4 separate regions of the Mus musculus genome follow, and regions 2, 3 and 4 are each linked to region 1. Evidence: chromatin contacts called from public HiChIP or PLAC-seq data. All regions are on one chromosome and are shown on one strand. The core of a region is the stretch at or near the end of the contact, and the rest is flanking DNA. Distances in the headings are between cores, read along the strand shown. Region 1 holds the start of Acvr2b (activin receptor IIB). Region 2 overlaps Gm33800 (a long non-coding RNA gene). Region 3 holds the start of Ttc21a (tetratricopeptide repeat domain 21A). Region 4 holds the start of Slc25a38 (solute carrier family 25, member 38).

Region 1 (5,565 bases), core at 1,466-3,965:
ACAGGCACTTGCACACAAATGCACATACACATAAATAAAAATAAACCTTAAAAAAAAAACAAACAAAAAATGAGAGACCAGTAAGTGGGCAGAAAATCAGCATGGAAGTTGGCAGGTATCCATTGTGTCCTGTGAAGGTCAGAGAAGAGTGGTGAGAAGTCATCTTGCTAGACAGAGTGGCCAGCAGTTTGAAAGTTCTAACTTATAAAAATTAATATTTAAAGTTTTGAGGTTTGTTTGGCTGTTAGTAACTGAAAAGAGAAACCACAAATAAAGGAGAATTACTATAATGTAATATAAGCATCTAAAAAAAAAACCAAGATACAGTCCTTTCTTTTTTTTTTTAAAGATGTATTTATTTATATGAGTACACTAGCTGTCTCAGGCACACCAGAAGATGGCATCGGATCCCGTTACAGATGGCTGTGAACCACCACGTGGTTGCTAGGAATTGGACTCAGGACCTCTGGAAGAGCAGTCAGTGCTCTTAACCACTGAGCCATTTCTCCAGCCCATAAGCATCTTTCTAATTTTATTATTATTATTATTATTTTGTTTTTTGAGACAGGATTTCTCTGTATAGCCCTGGCTGTCCTGGAACTCACTTTGTAGACCAGGCTGGTTTCGAACTCAGAAATCTGCCTGCCTCTGCCTCCCGAGTGCTGGGATTAAAGGCGTGTGCCACCACGCCTGGCCTAATTTTATTTATTTATTTATTTAGTTAGTTAGTTGTTGTTTTTTTCGAGACAGGGTTTCTCTGTATAGCCCTGGCTGTCCTGGAGCTCACTTTGTAGAGCAGGCTGGCCTCGAACTCAGAAATCCGTCTGCCTCTACCTCCCGAGTGCTGGGATTAAAGGCGTGCACCACCACGCCCGGCCTAATTTTATTTTTAAGTGTATGTGTGCACACACGTGTGCATGCATGTGCATGCACACAGAGGTGTTTGTGGAGATCAGGAGAGGAAGTCAATGTTCTTGAGGTTGGAATTACAGACACTTGTGAATCGTCCAGTCTGGGTCCTGGGAACCAACCAAATCCAGGTTCTCTGCAAAAAGAGCAAGTGCTTTTTACCGCTGAGCCATCCAACCCCAGAGTCCCATCTTTTAAAAAGTCACCTCAGTTACCATTTAGAAAGGGTGCTAGTACCATAGAGATGGCTCACAAGTACTGGGACCTGATGCCAATCCTTAGGATTTGAGTTTGATTCCCAGCTCCTACAGAGTGGAAAGACAGAACCAACTGCAAGTTGTCATCCAACCTCAATGTGTTCATGCTCTCTCTCTTCTGTCTCTGTCTGTCTGCTTCTCTCCTTAACACACACACACACACACACACACACACACACACACACATGCATGCACACATACACATACAAACACACATATAAATAAGTAAAATATAATAAAAATCTTAAAAGAAATAGAAGATACACTTAGCAACGTGAATGGACCCTAGTGACATCTAAGGAGCCCCTCAGCCCTCTGCTGTTAAAGCTGCCCAGATGTGAGATGGAGGGTGCTGGTGGCACGGGGCATATGGAAACATATGACTGTATGTTGGATGCACATAGATACAGGCAAGAGAGCACACACACAATCAATCAATAAACGAACGAAAAATAGGAAGAGTCACAGATGGACTGCGAGCTCGAGGCCACCTGAGGATTACATAAGGAGAGGAAAAAGACCACATTTAAGAGCAAAGGTTGTCAGACAAGGTGCAGACTTCTTGGGAAGCTGAGGATCCCTACCTCAACACCAAAGCCGTAGCAGAAAGAAACTCTACCCAAGTCTGGAGGACTTCAACACCGTCATTTTCATAAGGGAAGTCCGAGGCTCGAGCAAATGAAATGACCCAGGCTGGGGGGGGGGGGCGGCGGGGGGGAGCGTCCTTCCTCCTATGACCCACTGCTCTTGGTGAGGCAGGAGGTAACTATCCGAGGATTCCATAGCATTTTTTTCCCCTGAGTAGTGACTGGCTTTTCCAGTGTAGCTGGGAGGCCGATTGCTCTCACACTCTGATTGTGTAACATCTGAAATGGAGGGATCTGGTGTGTGTGCGTGTGTGAAAGGAACAGAGGCATGTTCTGAACAGATCTTTAGAGGTGGGAGGAGTGCTGAAGGTAAGATGAAGGATGCTGGATTGCTGAGGATCCTTCAGAAAGCAGGTCGCCAACAGTTCTTTCCCACCTGCAGCTGCTCTGTGGGTCCTCCTCTGCTTGGAGATAACTGTGCGTGCGTTGTGAGGAACTGCTGTCAATTCAGACTTCAGCGTTTTCCTGCCAATTAATTAGCCCATAAATGGGAGCTGGAGGGCAGAGGTCCTAGGTTATGGGGACCAGGAGCTACCCACTCACTCAGGGGTCCCAGAGGAGCGTGCATCCCGTAGCGTGGGCTCCATAGCACGGGGCAGGAAAGCACCAGCCAAGTTGTGGGCAGTCCAATCCCACCAGCTCGGAGAGCGCGCCCCGCCTAGCCCTAGAGTCTGGTGCTGCAGGCGCGCTGTCTCCAGAGGGCGCGGGCTGGGGGGCGGAGCCTCGGTGTTGTTGTTCCTCTCCGGCCCCGCCCCCAAGGGGGGCGCGGACCACGCGGCCGGAGGGCCCGCCTCCCCTCCCCCTCCCCGCCCAGCTCGCCCGCCTCTTTGTATCCAACATCCGGGTTTCCCCGCTGGCTCGGCTCCGTGGCCACCGCTCAGGAGCCATTTTGGACTCGGTTCAGGTCCCCTCCCCCACCCCTCCCCCGTTCATGGCCCCTCCGGACTCGGCCCCTGCGCCCGGGGCCCGGGCCCAGCCCCGTTGCGCCATGCCCGCGTCGGGCGCGCCCTGGCCCGCGCCCCGCCGCCGCCCCCCGGCTCCCGCGTCGCCCCATAGCCCGGGCCGCACTGCGCGCCGCCCGCAGCGGCCCTGAGCCCCTATCTCCGCATACTGCCTGGGAACCGAAGCGCAGAAGCGCGCGCTCCTGGAAGCGAGACCCAGAGAAGGAGCGGGAAGCAGAGCGCAGCCGCCGCCGGGCCCTGCGCGCCCCGGGAGCGCAGCGCGGCCCTGCCCGCGGGCTCCGGGTGTCCGCGGGGCGGCGCCGCGGAACATGACGGCGCCCTGGGCGGCCCTCGCCCTTCTCTGGGGATCGCTGTGCGCCGGTAAGGACCGGGCGCGTCGTGGGGGTGCAGGGACCTGGGGCGCGCGGTGTTTACCAACAAAGGGCGGCCCCGCGGCCTCGGCGCCGCGCCACCTGCCTGGGATCGGGGTCGCGCGGGGCGCTCTGGTGCTTGCGATCTTAGAGGCGAGCTCGCCCGTGCGGTTCCTCTGCGCGATTCTGGCTCGCAGAGGTTCTAGGTGATGGGGGAACCTGGAGCGTCAGGGTCGGGGTTCAGGTTCCGCGGGTGTGCGGACCCCAGGGATAGAGCGGGGAAAACCTAAGCGTGGGGAAGGCGGCCAAGCGGGGTGGGCATCTAATTGGGGGCGGCTGGGTTGGGGCTGCTCGCCCCTGAGAGTCATAGGTGTCGCAAAGCGAAGCGGACGGCTTTCCATAGCCCGCCCGGAGTCCTCTGCATCCCGTCCCGCCACTCCGCGTCGCGATCCTCATGCGAGTGGCTCCTACCTGCGCCCGCTTTTCTTGCAGCGGGCCGCAGATGCGCCCTCGTGGGACCGCTTTTGTTTTGGGCAACTGGGAGTGGAGAAGGGTTGAAGAGGCGAACCAACAGGTCTCAGATCGCTTCGGCCGGCACGTGGCGGGCGTGAGTGACCCGCGGTCAGCTCGCAGCCGCCTGCGGGCTGTGGATAGCTGGTGCGCGTCTGCTTGGGACTAGAAGGTGTGGGTGTGTACGCACGAAGTTGTGTTGGGAAAGCGCTTTCTCCCCCAAAGCCTAGGCACTGATTTCTGTGTCCCGATGGTGCTGAAGCGTGCTCAACTTTGTAGGAGCTCCGGGGCGGGCTTAGGGCAGTTCCAGGAAACGTGGACAGTCGGGCATTAAGACTCCAGAGAAAAGATCGTGGAGATTAGGACGGCTGGTGCCCGGTGGCTGGGGCTCTGGGTCCTGCGCGTCTTTGTTCCCAACCCCCATTACACATGCAGCTCGGGTCCCCTGCGGCCCGAGGTGGCAGCAGCGCGGAGTCTGGGAAACCCGCGAGGGGCGGGGCCCGGAGTGTAGGGAAGGGCTGGGATCCCCCTTGCAGCTGCGGGGGTGGGTATCCCAGATGGTCATTGCACCCCCTCACAGGGATCCTCACTTTCAATCTTTTCTATTACAAGGTAGTGAGGGTTAGCTGTTAATTCCGACCCCGAGAGTTTTTGCACGAGCCTGGGTGCGGTGGAGCATGAGTGTACGAACCAGAGGGCAGAGATAACTTCTTTGCTACCCGAGCCCACTGTTGGGAAGCGGTTTCAGTGCTGTCCTGGAGTGGTAGAGGCAACGCGGTGCTCAGGGTGAACATTTTGTTTCTTTCTGCCACTCCCCGAAGTGTTGCTCCAGAGATTTTTCACCCCAAGAATGAGAGCCTGGAAGTGATGGAAAACAGTGGTCTGCTCCGGGGAGGGCGGCAGCAGGCTGACCCCAAGTTATAGGACCAACCTCTAGTCGGCTCTTGACTTACTGGATTTCTGCACCTGGACATGTATGTGCCTTGCCTCTTTTAAGTTTAGGTTTGTTGAAAGCATTGTCTCAGGACCGTTCGCCTCAGACTAGAAGTCTGTATGTACATCACTGCTCCTGTTTGTTCCAGTTTGACCTCACCAGTCACTTCCCATTTGGAGGGGCAGAGTGAGAGTGGATCCCTGGTACCACATTTGCTGCACTGTTTGGGGGAGTGCATAACGGAACACAGAGGCACGTGTTCTGACTCAACCTGTGGTTCTGCCTTTGGGGATAGAGTCACCTGTGTTGTGGTGGCTGCTGCTTTCTCTTTTGAGGAACTGGAGGAAAACTTTGAAGGGTTGGGGTAGAGCTGGCCTTCCTGTGCCTCTGGCTTCAGAGATCTTTCCTTCATGTTTCTGGCTTGATATTCGGAATTACTCAGCTCTGTGGTAAAAAGGAGAGATCTGTATATTGGTGCTGCCAGCGGGAACATGGGCTCGACAGATATATTCAACTTAAAAATTCCCAACAGCCCTGTTAGTAAAAGAAAGAAATAGCTGTGTCTTTAGTGTTTTCTGACTGCTTTCATACCGCAGGACTGGGTGGTTCAAACAGCAGTGTGAGGCTGGAGAGATGGCTCAGTGGTTAAGAGTGCTTGCTGCTCTTGCAGGGGACCCAAGTTCTAGTCCTAACACCTGAACTCTACTTCCAGGAGGGTCCCCTGCTGTCTGGCTCCGAAGAGAGCAACAGGCATGTGTGTGGATGGACACACAGACATAGTTGCAGACAAACACTCCTGAGATAAGTACAGTTAAAGTAGCCATATGTATTTAGAAACCAGCAGTGCTTATTTTAACATGGTTCTAGAAGCCAGGCCAGGGTGCCTTAAGAGAGCCAATCCTGCAGTCAGGATCCCACCCTCATGGTCTAATCCACCCTTACCACTCCCTAGAGATCCCACTTCCAAAGACCTGTATGTCTTTATTGGTGGTTAGG
Region 2 (4,785 bases), core at 2,285-4,784, 590 kb after region 1:
AAAGAATTCAGTTTGTTTAAAGCACATCTAAAATGAGAAATGTGAAATCAAATACCCTTAATGGAACATCTATATCAATACCCCTTCCCCAGCTTGTCCTCAGATCTCAGGGAACAGTGTGGAAATGGGGGTAGACACGATGCAGATGAGCGTTTGATGCTCTCTCAGATGCGAGCTGTTAGACTGAATTTAAGCAGCATGTAGTTACTTGCACCAGATCAGGCCAATCAGAAACCCCGGGGAGGGGCTTAGACAACTCTGCTCCTACCTGAGTCGCTTTCGGCTGGAGAGGAAGAGTCAATCACTTAGAGGTGTGGCCACTGGTAGGTTGCTGGCGATCCAGGGGAGGCCTCACACCTATTTGCATACTGGCAGAACTAACTGTACTCAGCCAGGTTTTTTGTTTTTTTGGTTTCTTTTTTTTTTTTTTTTTTGGTTTTGGTTTTGGTTTTTAAGAATATCTTGAGCCAGGTGTGGTGGCACACACCTTTAATCCCAGCTCACAGAGTGAGTTCCAGGATAGCCAGGGCAACACAGAGAAACCCTGTCTCGAAAAAAACAAAAACCAAAACGGGGCTGGTGAGATGACTCAGTGGTTAAGAGCACTGACTGCTCTTCCAAAGGTCCTGAGTTCAAATCCCACCAACCACATGGTGGCTTACAACCATCCGCAATCCGATACCTTTTCTGGTGTGTCTGAAAACAGCTACAAGTGTACTTACATATAATAATAAATCTTTTAAAAAATAACCTTGGGCTGGAGAGATGGCTCAGTGGTTAAGAGCACCGACTGCTCTTCCGAAGGTCCTGAGTTCAAATTCCAGCAACCACATGGTGGCTCACAACCATCTATAATGGGATCTGACGTCCTCTTCTGGTGCATCTGAAGACAGCTACTGTGTACTTAGATATAATAAGTCTTTAAAAAACAAACAAAAAAAAAAAAACTTTAATCCTAGCACTTGAGAGGCAGAGGCAGGTGGATTTCTGAGTTTGAGGCCAACCTCAGAGACAGTTCCAGGACAGCCAGAGCTATACAGAGAAACCCTGTCTCGAACCCCCACCTCACCACCATACACACACACACACACACACACATACACAAAACAAAAAAACCCACAGGGTGGGTGAAGGGGGAGATTCTAAGCCTCCAAATCGCTGAACAAGATATATGCATGTGCACATACATACATGCTTATCACAGCAAACAAAAACCAGACACGTGAAAACAAAGTGATGGTAGCATTGTAACGAGAGGCAGCGCAGAAGATAAGATGACAACTAAGGTTAATGTGTCAATTATACAGCAAATATAACCAGGGTAAACTTCTCCTCACAACCAAAGCTGCTTACACCGGCTGATATGGGAAAGGATGCCCTACTCTGTTCCACACCGAGGATACATGGTTTCCTAAACATCTCAGGTGAGAAGAGCAAACTGAAGGGCATCAGGAGGCACTGAGCCGAGGCTGCAACATAAGCACCAGTCAAAAAATAAAATGTGGGCAGGCAAGATGGCGCTGGAGTGGCTCACAACTGCCTTGTAACTCCCATTCTGACTGTGGGCTGGGGATGGGACTTGGTTGTAGAACACTTGTCTCACATGGCCCGGGTTAAACACCACCAACAAAATCCTCCACACAACAGGTGTCCTTAGCTGCTGAGGCAGGAGGATCAAAAGTTCAATGCCAATTTGGGGAACTTATTGAGTGAGATCTTGTCTCAAAAATTAAAAGCACAGACTGGGCATGATGGTGCACACCTTTAATTCCAGCACTGGGAAGGCAGAGGCAGGTGGACTCTTGAGTTCCAGGTCAGATATATATATATATATATATATGTGTGTGTGTGTGTGTGTATATATATATATATATACACACACACACATATACACACACACATATACACACACACACATATACACACACACACACACACACATATATATACACACACACATATATACACATACATACACACATATATTTACACACATATATTTACACACATATATACACACACACATATATATACACACATATATACACATACATACTGTATTAGTCAGGGTTCTCTAGAGTCACAGAACTTATGGATAGTCTCTAGATAGTAAAGGAATCTATTGATGACTTACAGTCGGCAGCCCAATTCCCAACAATGGTTCAGTCGCAGCTGTGAATGGAAGTCCAAGGATCTAGCAGTTACTCAGTCTCACGCAGCAAGCAGGCGAAGGAGCAAGAGCAAGAGCTAGACTCCCTTCTTCCAATGTCCTTATATTGTCTCCAGCAGAAGGTGTAGCTCAGATTAAAGGTGTGTTCCACCACACCTTTAATCCCAGATGAAAAGGTGTAGCCCAGATTAAAGGTGTGTTCCTTAAACTCGGAGATTCAATCTTCTGGAATCCATAGCCACTATGGCTCAAGATCTCCAACCAAGATCCAGATAAGGATCTCCAAGCCTCCAGATAAGGGTCACTGGTGAGCCTTCCAATTCCAGATTGTAGTTCATTCCAAATATTGTCAAGTTGACAACCAGGAATAGCTACTACACATACACACACATATATATACACATACATACACACATATATTTACACACACATATATATACACACACACACATATATATATACACATACATACACACATATATTTACACACATATATACACACACACATATATACACATACATACACACACATATATATACACATACATACACATATATATACACACACACATATATATACACATACATACACACATATATTTACACACATATATACACACACACATATATATACACACATATATACACATACATACACACACATATATATACACATACATACACACATATATTTACACACACATATATATACACACACACATATATACATACACACACATATATACACACACACATATATACACACACACATATATATACACACACATATATATATACACATACACACACACACACACACATATATATATACACATACACACACAATACATACACATATATATACATTTAAGTACAAAAATGATGGGGTTTATAGTAGAACACTTGGCTAGTAAGTATGTGGTTCTCAGGATGACCAAAAGCAAGAGATAACAACACACCCTCCTGGGAGTCTCTTTCTCTCAGCAGACACCTTCCACCTCTCCACACAGAGCTCTGAAAATACCCAGAGGCCATGAATGGAGCCCACTGCTTTCCTTGCTGTACATTCCAAAGAGCGCGGAGGAGCCAGGCTGTCACCTGCGCATTGACATTCAGATGCAAGGGTTTTGTTTTGTTGTTCTAAATCTGTGAACTAGAGTTAGACTAGTTAGTATGACAAAAAATAATAAGAGCCCTAAGATAGGATGGTTATAAAGAAGGCTTATTTACAAAAGTGCAGGTTCCGGAGCTCCCCAGGGGACAAACTCCCGGCAGAGCCAGACCTGCTGTCACTGATAGGTCTCAGAGAAAGAAGAGGAGGAGACCAGGAGCTTCACCAGAAGGAAGAGCGACTCTATAGAGTTCTCTTGGCAGGGGGCTGTATAATCCCTAGTGACTGACAGGAAGGAATCCCCAGTCTCTCTTCCTCTTGTCCCTATTCCCTGCTGGGGGCACTGGTGGCAGAAGCCACCTGGAAACTAGAGTGTGACTCTAATATTTTCCTGTTTTTTTTGTTTTGTTTTGTTTTAGTTTGTTTTCGTTTTTGGACAGGATTTGATAATGTATCTCTGGCTGCCCTGGAACTCGCTATGTAGACCAAGCTGGTCGTGAACTCAGTGATCAGCCTGTCTCTGCGTCCTGGGTGTTGGGACTAAAGGTGTGTGTCAAGACCTCCCGGTGTGACTCTTTATGTGTATGCTGTGTATGTGTGTGCGCTCACTCTTGCGGGCATGCACATTTCAGACCCATGTTGGGAAGGTCCTCTAGTCCACAGAGGAATACTCAGTAGCAACAAAGTATATTGTTATCCATCTTATTTTTCGAGACAGGGTCTCTGATCTGACTCATAGTTTTGGCTAGACTTGCTGACGGGAGATCTGTCTCAGTCCTCACAAGCTCCATCCCCACCCCACCCAGGGCTGAAATTACAGATACATCCCTCCAAGTTCAGCTTTTACTCAGATGTTGAGATCTGAACTCAGATCCTCATTGCTTGAGTGGCAAGCATTTTCTCCCCTGAGCCCCATCGCTAACCTTGAAAAGGAATCCAGAGATGAACAGAACAGAGTGTCATCAAGTACATTTCCTCCAGTTTGCTTGGTGTGTGTGTGTGTGTGTGTGTGTGTGTGTGTGTGTGTGGTGAGAGGACAATGTGAAGGAACTCATATACTGTATTTATGAAGAAACAAATAACCTATATGTTAGCATGAACCAAGCCCTGGGTTTGATACTTAACACACATCTGTAATTTCAGCACCTGAATTTTGGAGGTGAAGGTTTGTAGTCCAAGTTAAAGTCACTCTTACCTACATAGTAAAGTGAAGCCCAGCCTGGGTTACAGGAGCCAATGTCCTCTTTTTTTTCTGTTCTTTTCTTTATTCTGTCTTCCTTTTCTTCTTCTTCTTCTCTCTCTCCCCCTCCCCCTTTCCGTCCCCTCTCCTTTCCCTTCTTCTCCCTTCCCTCCTCTCCCTCTCTTCTAAGATAAAGTTTCTCTGTATAACCTTGGGTGTCCTAGAACTCACTTTATAGAGAAGGCTGGACTCCAATTCATAGATCTGTCTGTCCCTGCATCCCAAGTGCTGGGATTAAAGTTGTGCACCACCACAGCCCAGTTT
Region 3 (5,567 bases), core at 1,413-3,912, 540 kb after region 1:
AAAAAAATTCCAATGGTCTTAGGCAACCTCTGTGAAAGAGTCATTCAAACCCAAGTTCCACTGACCTCTACACACGCATGCCATTTCACACATGCATGAGTGTGTGTGTGTGTGTGTGTGTGTGTGTGTGTGTGTGTGTGTAAAACATGTCACCCCTCCACTTACAATGTCCCAACAGAGGCTGGACTGCTCTTGTAGAGAACCTAGGTTCAGTTCCCAGCACCCACAGGGTGGCTCGCAACCATCTGACTGCAATCCCCTTATCTGACCTCTGTAGACACCAGACACAGTGTACATACATACATACATACCTTAAACATAAAATGAAAATAAATCTAAAAACAACAACAAAAATCCTCCACAGCTCCATATAATAAATATCAAATAAAATAAAATGCCAAGTCTAGGACCTGGAGAAGGAGCTCAGTGCCGTTGCTGTGTGGTTAAGATTTATGTAGCCGGGCAGTGGTGTCGCACGCCTTTAATCCCAGCACTCAGTAGGCAGAGGCAAGTGTATCTCTGAGGTAGTTCCAAGACAGCCAAGGCTTAAAAAAAAAAAAAACCCTACCTTGAAAAAACAAAAGAAAATTTTGTGTTCATGTGTGCCAGGGTATACAGATGCCCTGTGTGTATGGGGTGGGGAGGTGCCTATGGAAGTCAGAAGAGGACCCTGGGTCCCCTGGAGCTGGACTTACGGGCAGATGTGGACAACCCAATGTCATGACCTTCAGTTTGTGCATGCATGCACGCACACGCACATAATACCAAGTCACCCTGGGCTTCCTAGAAGTCAAGTGTCCGTGACTGCTGAGCCATCTCTTCAGCTCACTGTGTATGTTTTTGAGATAAGAGCCTTGATGTATAACTTAAACTGGCCTCAAACTTGGGAGTCCTCCTGCCTTTGCGTCTAATGCTGGTATTCCAGGGATGAGCCACCACATCCTATTCCACATAGCTCTTTATGGCCTTCCTTCTCCCCTGTTTGATTTCCAAATATGAGTACTTTGTCTACCATGTTATCTCTAGTGCCTGAAGCTCTGCCTGGCATAGAATATATATTCAAAAACATGTCTATAGCTAGGTATACTCGTGCACATTGTAATCCTGGGATTCGGGAAGTATCAAGAGCTCAAGGCCATCCTACATCAAAAACAGCCGGGCAGTGGTGGCACACACCTTTAATCCCAGCACTTGGGAGGCAGAGGCAGGCAGATTTCTGAGTTCAAGGCCAGTCTGATCTACAGAGTGAGTTCCAGGACAGCCAGGGCTACATAGAGAAACCCTGTCTCAAAGAAAAAACAAGCAAACAAACAAAGGGACTGGAGAAATAGGTCAGCAGTTAAAAGAGCCTATTATTCTATCAGACGACCTGGGTTGAGTCCCCAGCATGCAAGTGTGACAGCTCCCAAATGCCTATAACTCCAACTTAAAGGGATCTAAAACCTCTGGTTTGCACACTCGTGTGCACAAACAAAAACAACACACACACCAAAAACACATCTCTGTAACGGGTCCTCATCCTCTGACCTGATCAACCTGTCCCCCTTTAACCAGCCCCCCTTGCCTTCACTCCGTCCACCACCCCCACCACCTCACTTCCCTCAGCCCTTGTGCAAAGATCCCAAACTCCTGACTTCCCGTGAACCTGTTTTAAAACACCCCCGGTTGGATGCATCCCAATGTCTGCCAACCCCCAAGCACAAATCTTGTCACTTTGATCTGTAAAGCCAATGTGGCTCTCCAGCTAGAAACCGCTTCCCTAGCCCTGACTCCAGACTTCCTTTGACATAGACCAGAGAGGCATAATGGCTCAGGAGGCAGGCGCACGCAGATGGATTTCTGTAGGTTCCAGCCCAGTCTAGCCTACATAGCAAGTTCCAGGCCAGTCGGGGATACATAATGAGACACCCACAAAATAAATAGATAGATAGATAGATAGATAGATAGATAGATAGATAGATAGATAGATAAGATTTAAGAGGAACCGAGAAAGAGCAGCTGAGAGTTTAACAACAGCTTGAACTAAGTACCAAGATCCTGTCTGAAGGAATGAAGGCAGGCAGGCTGACCCAACAGCCAGACAACCTGACAAACCTGCCCGCCTCCACACAGCTCTGCATCTACCTGCTTTTCAAAGGGGCAAAACAGGGGAGCTGAGTTCAAAGATCTTTCTATCCCCAACTCCATACGGCGTTCTTTATCAACCAGACTATACTTCCCAGCAGCCTGTTCGCTCGTACCTCCCTGCAAGTGACACGTAGGGCCCCATCTAGGTCTCGGGATGTTTCACTCTGGGGTCCCAATGCCCACCCTGGCTCCAGTCATTCTGGCCACTTCACCCCCTCTTCAGCAGCTTTCCCAAAGCCCACGAGCTCTCCCAGCCCCTTGCAATGCTCCTTAGAGAAGGGGCCTCGGATCTTGGACGCGCTGGGCCTCGCAAGGCATGCAGGGAGGTCACTGCAGGCCTCGGGGCTGTGCAACCCTCCCTGGTGATCTTCCACCACCCCGGCTCACCCCGTGCAGATGGAAGCCCTCGCCGCCCGCCGGCTGCTCGCTGCTTGCCCCTAGCCCCATGGCCGCCCTCTCCCGCTGCTGCGTGGCCTAGTCACGTGGGGCCAGGCCACGCCCTCCCGGATGTCACAGTTCTTAGCAACAGGCCAGCAGCCAGGTTGCCAAGGACGCGCGCGCCTTAGACTTCCGGCCGTGAGCTGGGCTGCGAATTGGGCGGCCAGAGCTGGGAATCCCGCTCAGCCGGTCATCACCTGAGCCGGGCTGCAGCCATGAGCAGCGATGACTCCTCTCTCATGGTGCGTGAACTCTGGGCCGCCTGCGCTCGGGACTACTTCTGCAGTCAGGACTGCTGCCCTGGGCTAGCTCTCTGCTCTCTGACCATTTCTGCTCTGGGGTTACCTTTCTGCTTTCTCTGGCCATCTGCCCTTGGGCCACCCTCTGCCACACCATCCACCCTGCTGCCTGCCCTCTGGCCATCTCTACTCTTAGGCTACTTCCACCCCCCAACCACCTCTACCCCTCTGTTCACTACTCTGGCAGCTTCTAGAAGTCCTTCCATCTTCCTCAGCTCCCTAACCAAAGCATTTCCCCTCAGTGTCCTCTGCACCCCTAGCCTCAAATTAGCACCCAGACCTGATCCTATCCCCCAAACCAATCCGTGCCTGTCCATTATCGCATCTGCCTCCCACCTAAGCCATCTGTGTTCCACTGCTATGAGGTCTATGCCCACCTCCAACCCTGTTCCTAATCTAACGAGAAGTGTCAGCTTCCAAAGTCTCCAGAGCCACCATGTATCTCTCCCTTAGACACCTCTGGCCTGGTTTCTCTACTTGGGCTCTTTGCACCAGCACTACTGCCTGGCATTACCCATGTGCCACCTGCAGCCACCCACACATCACTGCACGCAACAGCCAGAGTCATTTCTTTAGAATATCATTTGAGGTAACTGGGGATCTGGCTCAGTTCCTAGAATATGCACCAAGCCCTGATAGCCATAAAACAGGTGTGGTGGTAGGTGCCTTTAATCCTAGCACCGGAGAGGTGGGGAGGGAGGGTCAGAAACTCACCATAGTTGAGTTTGAGGCCAGTCTGGGATACATGAACACCAGGCTCTGCCAAAAGTTTTAAAAATCTGAAAACTTCACTCCCCTACTTAAAGCCATTCGAGCTGGTTCCTGTTGATGACCCTGTCTGACGTCTAGGCTCTTTCAAATGGCCCATGAGGCTTTTACGACCTAACCACATCTATCCCCAACTCAACACCCACAAACCTTAGAGGAAGTGAGCTTTTGCTTTGAAATCTCAGCCCCAATTACTGTGTGATCTCCATGGGCTGTGTCTCCCTGGGCTTCAGCTTCTTTAGCTGTGAAAGATACCAAGATGTGTATAGCGGAGGACATGGAGACCCTGAAAATGACCACTCCTCAGTCCCCTTCCTTCCCAGCCTAGGATGAGCCTGACTTGAAGCTTACATGGTGTATTGACCATCCCCCAGTCACCTAAAACCTCTGCCGTAGCCAAACTCCCTGGAGCGCCTTCCTTCCCAGGGCTGCAGAAGGAGAAGGCCAGGCCTGAATGCTGCCTCTCCCTTCCTGTTTGTAGACGTGAGAAGGAATGGGTCACCTCAACAGGAGTGGGTCTCACCCCATCGTGACCAGAACAAAGATGGAGGGACGGGAGCTATGGCAACCATGTTCTTTCTTTTCATGCAGGCTTCGATCATTTACTACAGCCAGGAAAAGTACTTCCACCATGTGCTGCAGGCTGCGAATGTGGGCCTAGAGAGGTACAGCAGCGACCCAGCCCTGCAGTTCTTCAGAGCGTATGGAATCCTTGGGGAAGGTGAGGCATTATTCCTACCCCAGGGGGAAACATCCTAGCTTTTATCTTCTAGCAGCATCTGGATGCCAGCTTCTAGCTATGTTCCCATGGAAACACCCCTGGCCCTCCCAGCCCCCCCCCATTAATGAACAGAAACCTGTAAAGTCTATATATCAGGTTAGCTTTTGAGATCGTGTCTCACTGCCCCCTGCCATGAGGCTCAGTATCCCTATCTATAAAATGGGTTGTTAAGAGAGAGAAGGCTAGGACTGTTTAACCCGTCTCGGGCTTGGAAGTTGGATCTGGAGGAAAAGAGAAGTGGGAGGTGTAAGCACTGGAAGGTTCAGATGTGAGGGAGTGGGGCTTAAACAGAGCCTGGGTGCTGAGAACTGTCCAAGCACCCTGTAGCTAACATTAGGGACATGTGGGATAAATGTAATCGGTAGGCCTTGAACAACCAGGTGGGAGTGCTCGGTCCCTCCTCAAAACTGACTCCAGTCCCTCTAAAGTGCCCAGGCTCGCTCTCAGGCACATCTCTAGGTTTCAAGTTTCTCAACCAGTCGGCCAGATGTAGTGGAGCACATGGGAGGCGGAAGCGGGAGGCTCTGGAAGTTCGACATTACCTTAGACTGTGTATCAAATTTCAAGTGCCCGATATACAAAAGAACCTTTCTCAAAAACAAAATAGAAAGTGGGGGCTGGAGAGATGGATCAACGGTTAAGAGCACTTGCCGCTCTTACAGAGGACTCTGATTCCATCCCCAGAATCCACGAGGCAGCTCTCGTAACCATCGATAACTCCGGTTCCTGTGGATTTTACGTCCTCTTCTGGCCTCCTACACACACATAAAATATTTACATTATTTATCAAACAAGGCAGATGGTGCCTAAAGAAAATCAGTTAAGTCTGTCCTCTGACCGGCACGCACAGGTACACACATGGACCTCCCCTTGCTGGCCCCGACCATGGTGGCAATGGCCTTCAGAGACCTTCACCCTCCAGGAAATGCAGGCCCCCCGAGGAGCTTTTGCATCAGACTGTGTTCTGGATTTCGTGTGTGAAAGCAGGCAGCGACCAACAGGAACCCTGTGTCGTGTGCCTGGAGCCCCAGGATCAGACTATGTACATTCTTTCTGCAGACCACATCCACGATGCCATCAGCGAGCTGGAAGGCATCCAAAGCCACCCAGACACGTCCCTGTGCGCGGTCATCGCCCTGCTTTCTGCTCACAAA
Region 4 (5,484 bases), core at 73-2,572, 710 kb after region 1:
TTCAATAAGCTGACGCCCATGAATATGGGTAAACAACCAATGTGTGCATGTTCAGTAGAGTTTTTTTGCTGAGTCACGACCTGGCCCCGAGGCATGTAAATGAGGTACTGAAAGCATAACCAATTGGGTGTAGACATGCCTGTCCTAGGCCTATATAAGCAGCACTGGTTTTTTGGGCTCGGGGTCTTTCGCTTTTGCTTTCACTATCAAGCTCTCCCAATAAACGTGTGCAGAAGAATCCTGTTGTGGCGTCCTTCTTGCTGTCGAGTCGGGCGTCTACAAACACCTTTAATCCTAGCATTTGGGAGGCAGAGGTAGGTGGATTTCTGAGTTCAAGGCCAGCCTGGTCTACAGAGTGAGTTCCAGGACAGCCAGGGCTATATAAAGAAACCCTGTCTCAAGAAAAAAGAAAAACCTTGTCTTGAAAAACTAAACAACAGAACAAAATAAACATATAAAAAGCATAAAGACAAGGCTTGAGAGCCTGGGTTAGAGCACTTGTAGAGGACCTGAGGTTGGTTTCCAGCACCCAGACAGGGCAGCTCAGGACTGCCTGTGAGCTTCTGGCCTCTGCAAGAAGCTACATTCACACGTACATACCCACACATACAACTAAAAATAAGTCAGGCATGGTATACACGCCTTTAATCCCAGCACTTGGGATTAAAGAGGCAGGTGGAGCTCTACGAGTTCAAGGTCAGCCTGGTCTCCACACAGAGAGACACAGGGGTAGCTAGTGAGTTCCAGGTAGCCAGGGCTATACAGAGAAACCCTGTCTTGAAAAAATAAAAATAAAGAAAACAAAAAAGAAGAAATGTGAATTGTATTTTTAAAAATTTGTGTCTAAAGAGAAGGCATTCATCCTGCTTCAGTTCTTTTTCTTTTCTTTTCTTTCCTTTCCTTTTTCTTTTTCTTTTTGAGACAGGGTTTCTTTGTATAGCCCTGGCTGTCGTGGAACTCTGTAGACCAGGCTGGCCTTGAACTCAGAAATCTGCCCGCCTCTGCCTCCCAAGTGCTGGGATTAAAGGCGTGTGCCTCTACTGCCCGGCGGTCCTTCAGCTCTTAAATAAATTAAATACAATTAAAACTCAGCCAGTCACCCATTTCAAAAAGCGCTTTAAGAATAAATAAATAAATAAATATATTTAATAAGAAAAATATTTAAAAAAAAAAAAGCGCCGAGCAGAAGGCTCTGCAACTGAGAATCACGGACCCTGCAGTTTTAAGTGCAGCCACCAGGTGGCGATGAGATCTCGTCGCCGGATACGCTATGTCACCGGAAGCGGGATCTCACCTTTTTCCTTCTGCTTTCCCCTCCCCCGGAAACATCGAGCCGCTTGTCTCGGGTAATGAGACCTGAGGCCGGGCGGGCAGGCGGGGAGGGATGGGCGTGAGCGCGGAGCCCCGGAGCCTCTCAGTCGCCGGGGCCGGGCTCGCGTCCCCAGTGATCGAGAAGGCACGCTCGGCGCTGCTGCAGTCGCAGGATGTAGAGGACACGGTGGAGACGCTCATGGTGAGTTCGTGGGAGCAGGGGGACCGGGACGGGAGCGGCATTGTGGGGCAGGGGACAGTGCTTCGAGAACATTCTAGTTCTAGAATATTCTAACGGCAACTGATGAGAGCGCCTCGGGGCACCTCGAGCCGCCCGCCGCAGGACACCTTCCCTGACCGGCTTCCCTGCAGGCTTCTGCCTTAGCTTTCGGGGTTCACCAAGGCCACGCCCTTCCGTCGGGTTGGCTGCGCTGCCGGGCTGCCATTGGTGGAGACGGGGGCGGGGCGGGGCGGAGTCTCTTGCTGCCAACCATAAACGGAGGTGGGGCTGTGCAGGGCGGGCCCGGGCTGGGATGTGCCTCAGTGGGGCGAGGATGCATGGCTTTGGGGGATGAATATCTTTTAAAAATTCTTGTTTTTTTGAGTCGGGGCCTCACTGTGTTTCAGATAGGGCTGAAACTCGCTATTTAAACCAGGCTGGCTCCGAAGTGCTAAAGGAGTGTGCTCCCCTATGTCTGGAGCTTTTTGGAAGTCTTTAAAAGATAACCGCTGTGGCTCCCAGGACCATGTCTTTCAAAACTGCATACTTTTTTTCTCTCTGGCCCGCCATCTTTCCCTTTTTGATGTGTGTTGGACGTAGACATTTTGTTGTTTTTCTTTTTGCTGTGGGGTGGTAGAAATTGTGGTACTATTTGGCTGTTGAAATGCTGCTTACTCCCATCGTGTTTTGCGTAGTACGATTTGCTCATTGTGCTTTTAGTGTTTATTTTTATCTATGTGTGTTGGGGGTAGGTGCACAAGAGTGCAGATGCCGAAGAAGGCCAAAAGAGAACGTTGGTATCTCCTGGAGCTGGAGCTGTGAGCACCCCTTTCTGTATGGGTGCTGGGAACCTTATGGTCCCTCTGGAAGAATACACTTTGGACTAGTCTCTAGCCCTTACTGGTTGTTTTGATCTATTCTCACACTTAAAAAATTGGAATATTCAGCTTTCTTTAAGTCGTGTATAATAAGGTATGCTACTAAAATAAATCGAAACTTGAAGTTGGAGGTGTGGCCTTTCAGGAAAGCACCTTCGTCTCCATCACTATAAGAAAACTAAGCTCGCTGGGTGGTGGTGGCACACATCTTTAATCCCAGCACTTGGGAGGCAGAGGGAGGTGGCCAGCCTGTTCTACAAAGTGAGTTCTGGGACAGCCAGGGCTATAAGAGCACCGACTGCTCTTCCGAAGGTCCTGAGTTCAAATCCCAGCAACCACGTGGTGGCTCACAACCATCCGTAATGAGATCTGACGCCCTCTTCTGGTGCATCTGAAGACAGCTACAGTGTACTTACATATAATAACAAATAAATCTTAAAAAAAAAAAAAAGAAAAAGAAAGAAAAAAAGAAAACTAAGCTCAGGACCCAGCATGGTGGCTCATGAAGAGGCAGGCTATGTGACATGAGACTGTCAAAGCAAGCACAACAGACCCACAAAATCTACTCTCACAGGATATGCTGTAAGCATACAAAGGTCACAGCGCTGGTCAGGCTACCTGCTTTTTTTTTTTTTTTTTGTAGATTTTGATTTATTAGAATTGATGTTGAGAGGTGGTGGTGGTACCTTTAATCCCAGAATTCCAGCACTCAGAGACCGGTGAATCTCTTGAGTACAAGGCCAGCCTGGTCTACAGAGCCAAAGCCAGTAGAAAAACACGGCCTCCCCGGGCATGGTGGCACAGGCCTTTAATCCCAGCACTCAGGAGGCAGAGGCTGGCAGATTTCTGAGTTCGAGGCCAGCCTGGTCTACAAAGTGAGTTCCAGGACAGCCAGGGCTATACAGAGAAACCCTGTCTCAAAAAACAAAAAAACAAAACAAAAAAACCAAAAACCCCAAAAAAACCCACCCCAAAATTAAAACAAAACAAAACAAAACAAAAAAAACCTTATCGTCTCAAAAACAAAAACAAACAAAAAACTGTTGGCTCTTCTTGTCGATTCAATGATTATTGGGCCAGTGATGTTCTCAGTCACTGTGCTGTGAAGATAAGACATTTAAAAAGCAATTTCTGCCATCAGGAGGTGAAGGACGACAGCCAGCCTTAAGATAAAGTGGGTGCAGGGCTGCAAATAGAGCTTGGTGTAACAAGCTTGCCCAGCAGGCATGAGGCCCTGGGTTCAGTTCCCAGAACAGAAGGATAAATGGGTCCAGTGCCTTTGAGGCACTGACGAAGCACTGCCTAGAACTGTCCAGAAGCTGGATAGAGCTGGGGAGATTCTAACCTTTGCTGCGGCCACAGGACATTCAGGGGCTACTGACCGTATCCTGTGGGTCTCTGTTCAAGCTATGTCCAGTCCAGTTCTATCGTCCAGTTCCATGGTCAATCTTATTTTGTTTTGTCTTGTTTTGTTTGAGAGAGGGTCTCTTTGTGTAGTTCTGGAGCTGTCCTGGAGCTCAGTATGCAGATGAGGCTGGCCCCCAATTCCCAGAGATTCTCCTGCCTCTTCCTCTGGAATGCTGGGATCAGCTGTGTGTGCCACATGTCAGTTGCTTCCATATCAGTTCCTGACAGGATCATGAAGGACACAGGGGTTGTGTCTGTTCTTGTCCTTCGTCCTTAGTCATAAGGATGATGGCCACAGGGACTGCTCCAGTCCCAGGAGAATCACTGGACCATGACACGGGGCTTTGTTAGCAGCAGAGGAACGGAGCCGGAAGGATGGCGTGTGATGTTTGAGGTGAGGAAGGCAGGGAGAGGGCCATTGCATTATGGCAGTAGAGGGTGGTGAGTGGTCAGGGAGGTCAGCTGGTGCGGTGCTGCCTCCGGGCCTTGCAGCACAGGTGACACTCTGTCTTGGAGGGAGATGGAGCAGCCCAATCGTACTTTTATTTACACCAGATGAGTACTAATGACAACTGTGTCGTGGTTAGTAATTTCTGATACATTTATCATGACTGATAACGTTTATTATGCCCTGCTTCCTTTTTGAGTTGGTAATTTATATGTGAACAGAGCACTGTCTCATTGGAATTGAGGCTCCACTTTGCAGTTTTTAAAGATGACCCTGGCTGCAGGATAGGAAGTAGATTGGAGGGGTCAAAGACTGAGGTAAAAAGGTTGTGGCAGTCAGCAGGGAAGGCAAGTGTGGACCTTTGAACCAGGATGGCTCAGCTTGAGAGCTGCTCAAGAAGCAGAATGAGCAGCCGGGCGTGGTGGCGCACGCCTTTAATCCCAGCACTCGGGAGGCAGAGGCAGGCAGATTTCTGAGTTCGAGGCCAGCCTGGTCTACAAAGTGAGTTCCAGGACAGCCAGGGCTACACAGAGAAACCCTGTCTCGTAAAACCAAAAAAAAAAAAAAAAAAAAAGAAGAAGAAGAAGCAGAATGAACAAGTTTGGAGAGGCCTGGCCCAGAATGGGTGTCCCTCGGATGGTGTCCCTCGATGGGCTGAGCTGAGGGGCCGCAGGTTGAAGTGAGGGAGAGAGGTGAGCTCAGGTGTGTCAGTGTCACTGAGGTGCCTGCCGGCCATCTGAGCAAGGGCAGTGTGGGTTTGTCTGGAGCTCTGTAGAGCGGTTCTGTGTAGATGGAAGGATAGAACAGAAGCTGGCCGAGGGATTCGACAGCGTGGTTCCGTGGAAGTGCAGTGGCCAGAGAAGTGAGAGACAAACCAAGATGAGAGGCTGGGTCTCACTGGGGCTGGCCAGGGAGGAGGACTCGCAAATATGTCTGATTTCTCCTGGCACACCGCCACATTTGTAACCCCTTGCTCGTTCCTGAATGGATTCAGTCTTTAGAGTCTCTCTGCTGTCCAGGCTGACGAGGAAGAGAGGGCTGACTGAGGGTCTTCATCAGGAAAGGCCAGGATGCAGCAGGCAGAGCGAGGGTGGAGGGTGGTTGCCAGTTGGGACTGTTGACTTTGAGATCACTGTGGGCAGGAGGGGGCACGGGTGGCAGAGTGGGCAGGAGGGGCACGGGTGGCAGAGTGGGCAGGAGGGGACACGGGTGGCAGAGTA

What was found. HiChIP or PLAC-seq counts read pairs in DNA pulled down with a chosen protein or histone mark.
Region 2: a contact with region 1 is called in an H3K27ac HiChIP or PLAC-seq map of embryonic stem cells, with 2.3 times the contacts expected there. The contact joins the enhancer-like site here to the promoter of Acvr2b in region 1. A contact is called at or near these places in 1 of 39 promoter capture datasets (liver), 2 of 484 Hi-C or Micro-C datasets (both in embryonic stem cells) and 5 of 115 datasets of contacts at active chromatin or transcription factors (embryonic stem cells, extraembryonic endoderm stem cells, pancreatic cancer cells and 1 more).
Region 3: a contact with region 1 is called in an H3K4me3 HiChIP or PLAC-seq map of embryonic stem cells, with 12 read pairs. The contact joins the promoter of Ttc21a here to the promoter of Acvr2b in region 1. A contact is called at or near these places in 1 of 39 promoter capture datasets (liver) and 4 of 115 datasets of contacts at active chromatin or transcription factors (astrocytes, bone marrow-derived macrophages, embryonic stem cells and 1 more).
Region 4: a contact with region 1 is called in an H3K27ac HiChIP or PLAC-seq map of extraembryonic endoderm stem cells, with 5 times the contacts expected there. The contact joins the promoter of Slc25a38 here to the promoter of Acvr2b in region 1. A contact is called at or near these places in 2 of 484 Hi-C or Micro-C datasets (muscle stem cells and uterus) and 2 of 115 datasets of contacts at active chromatin or transcription factors (extraembryonic endoderm stem cells and microglia).

The regions. Positions count from the first base shown.
Region 1 is chr9:119,399,463-119,405,027 of GRCm38.p6, forward strand. Acvr2b (activin receptor IIB) reads left to right here and starts at 2,716. Exons shown (of 11, transcript NM_001313757.1): 1 at 2,716-3,135. The coding sequence starts at 3,084.
Region 2 is chr9:119,988,192-119,992,976 of GRCm38.p6, forward strand. All of the region lies in intron 1 of Gm33800 (a long non-coding RNA gene), which reads left to right. Among named protein-coding and RNA genes, the nearest start is that of Gm33800, 6.7 kb to the left of the region's middle. Within about 2 kb of position 3,535, at least 18 of the 459 cell types and tissues checked have an H3K27ac peak or open chromatin away from gene starts, as enhancers often do. A contact at or near this core is called in embryonic stem cells, where this site is marked.
Region 3 is chr9:119,934,944-119,940,510 of GRCm38.p6, forward strand. Ttc21a (tetratricopeptide repeat domain 21A) reads left to right here and starts at 2,663. Exons shown (of 29, transcript NM_028735.3): 1 at 2,663-2,807; 2 at 4,224-4,353; 3 at 5,473-5,567. The coding sequence starts at 2,781. Gorasp1 (golgi reassembly stacking protein 1) reads right to left here and starts at 2,615. Exons shown (of 9, transcript NM_028976.2): 1 at 2,515-2,615. The coding sequence starts at 2,574.
Region 4 is chr9:120,109,060-120,114,543 of GRCm38.p6, forward strand. It overlaps Slc25a38 (solute carrier family 25, member 38), which reads left to right and starts at 1,323. Exons shown (of 7, transcript NM_144793.2): 1 at 1,323-1,513. The coding sequence starts at 1,385.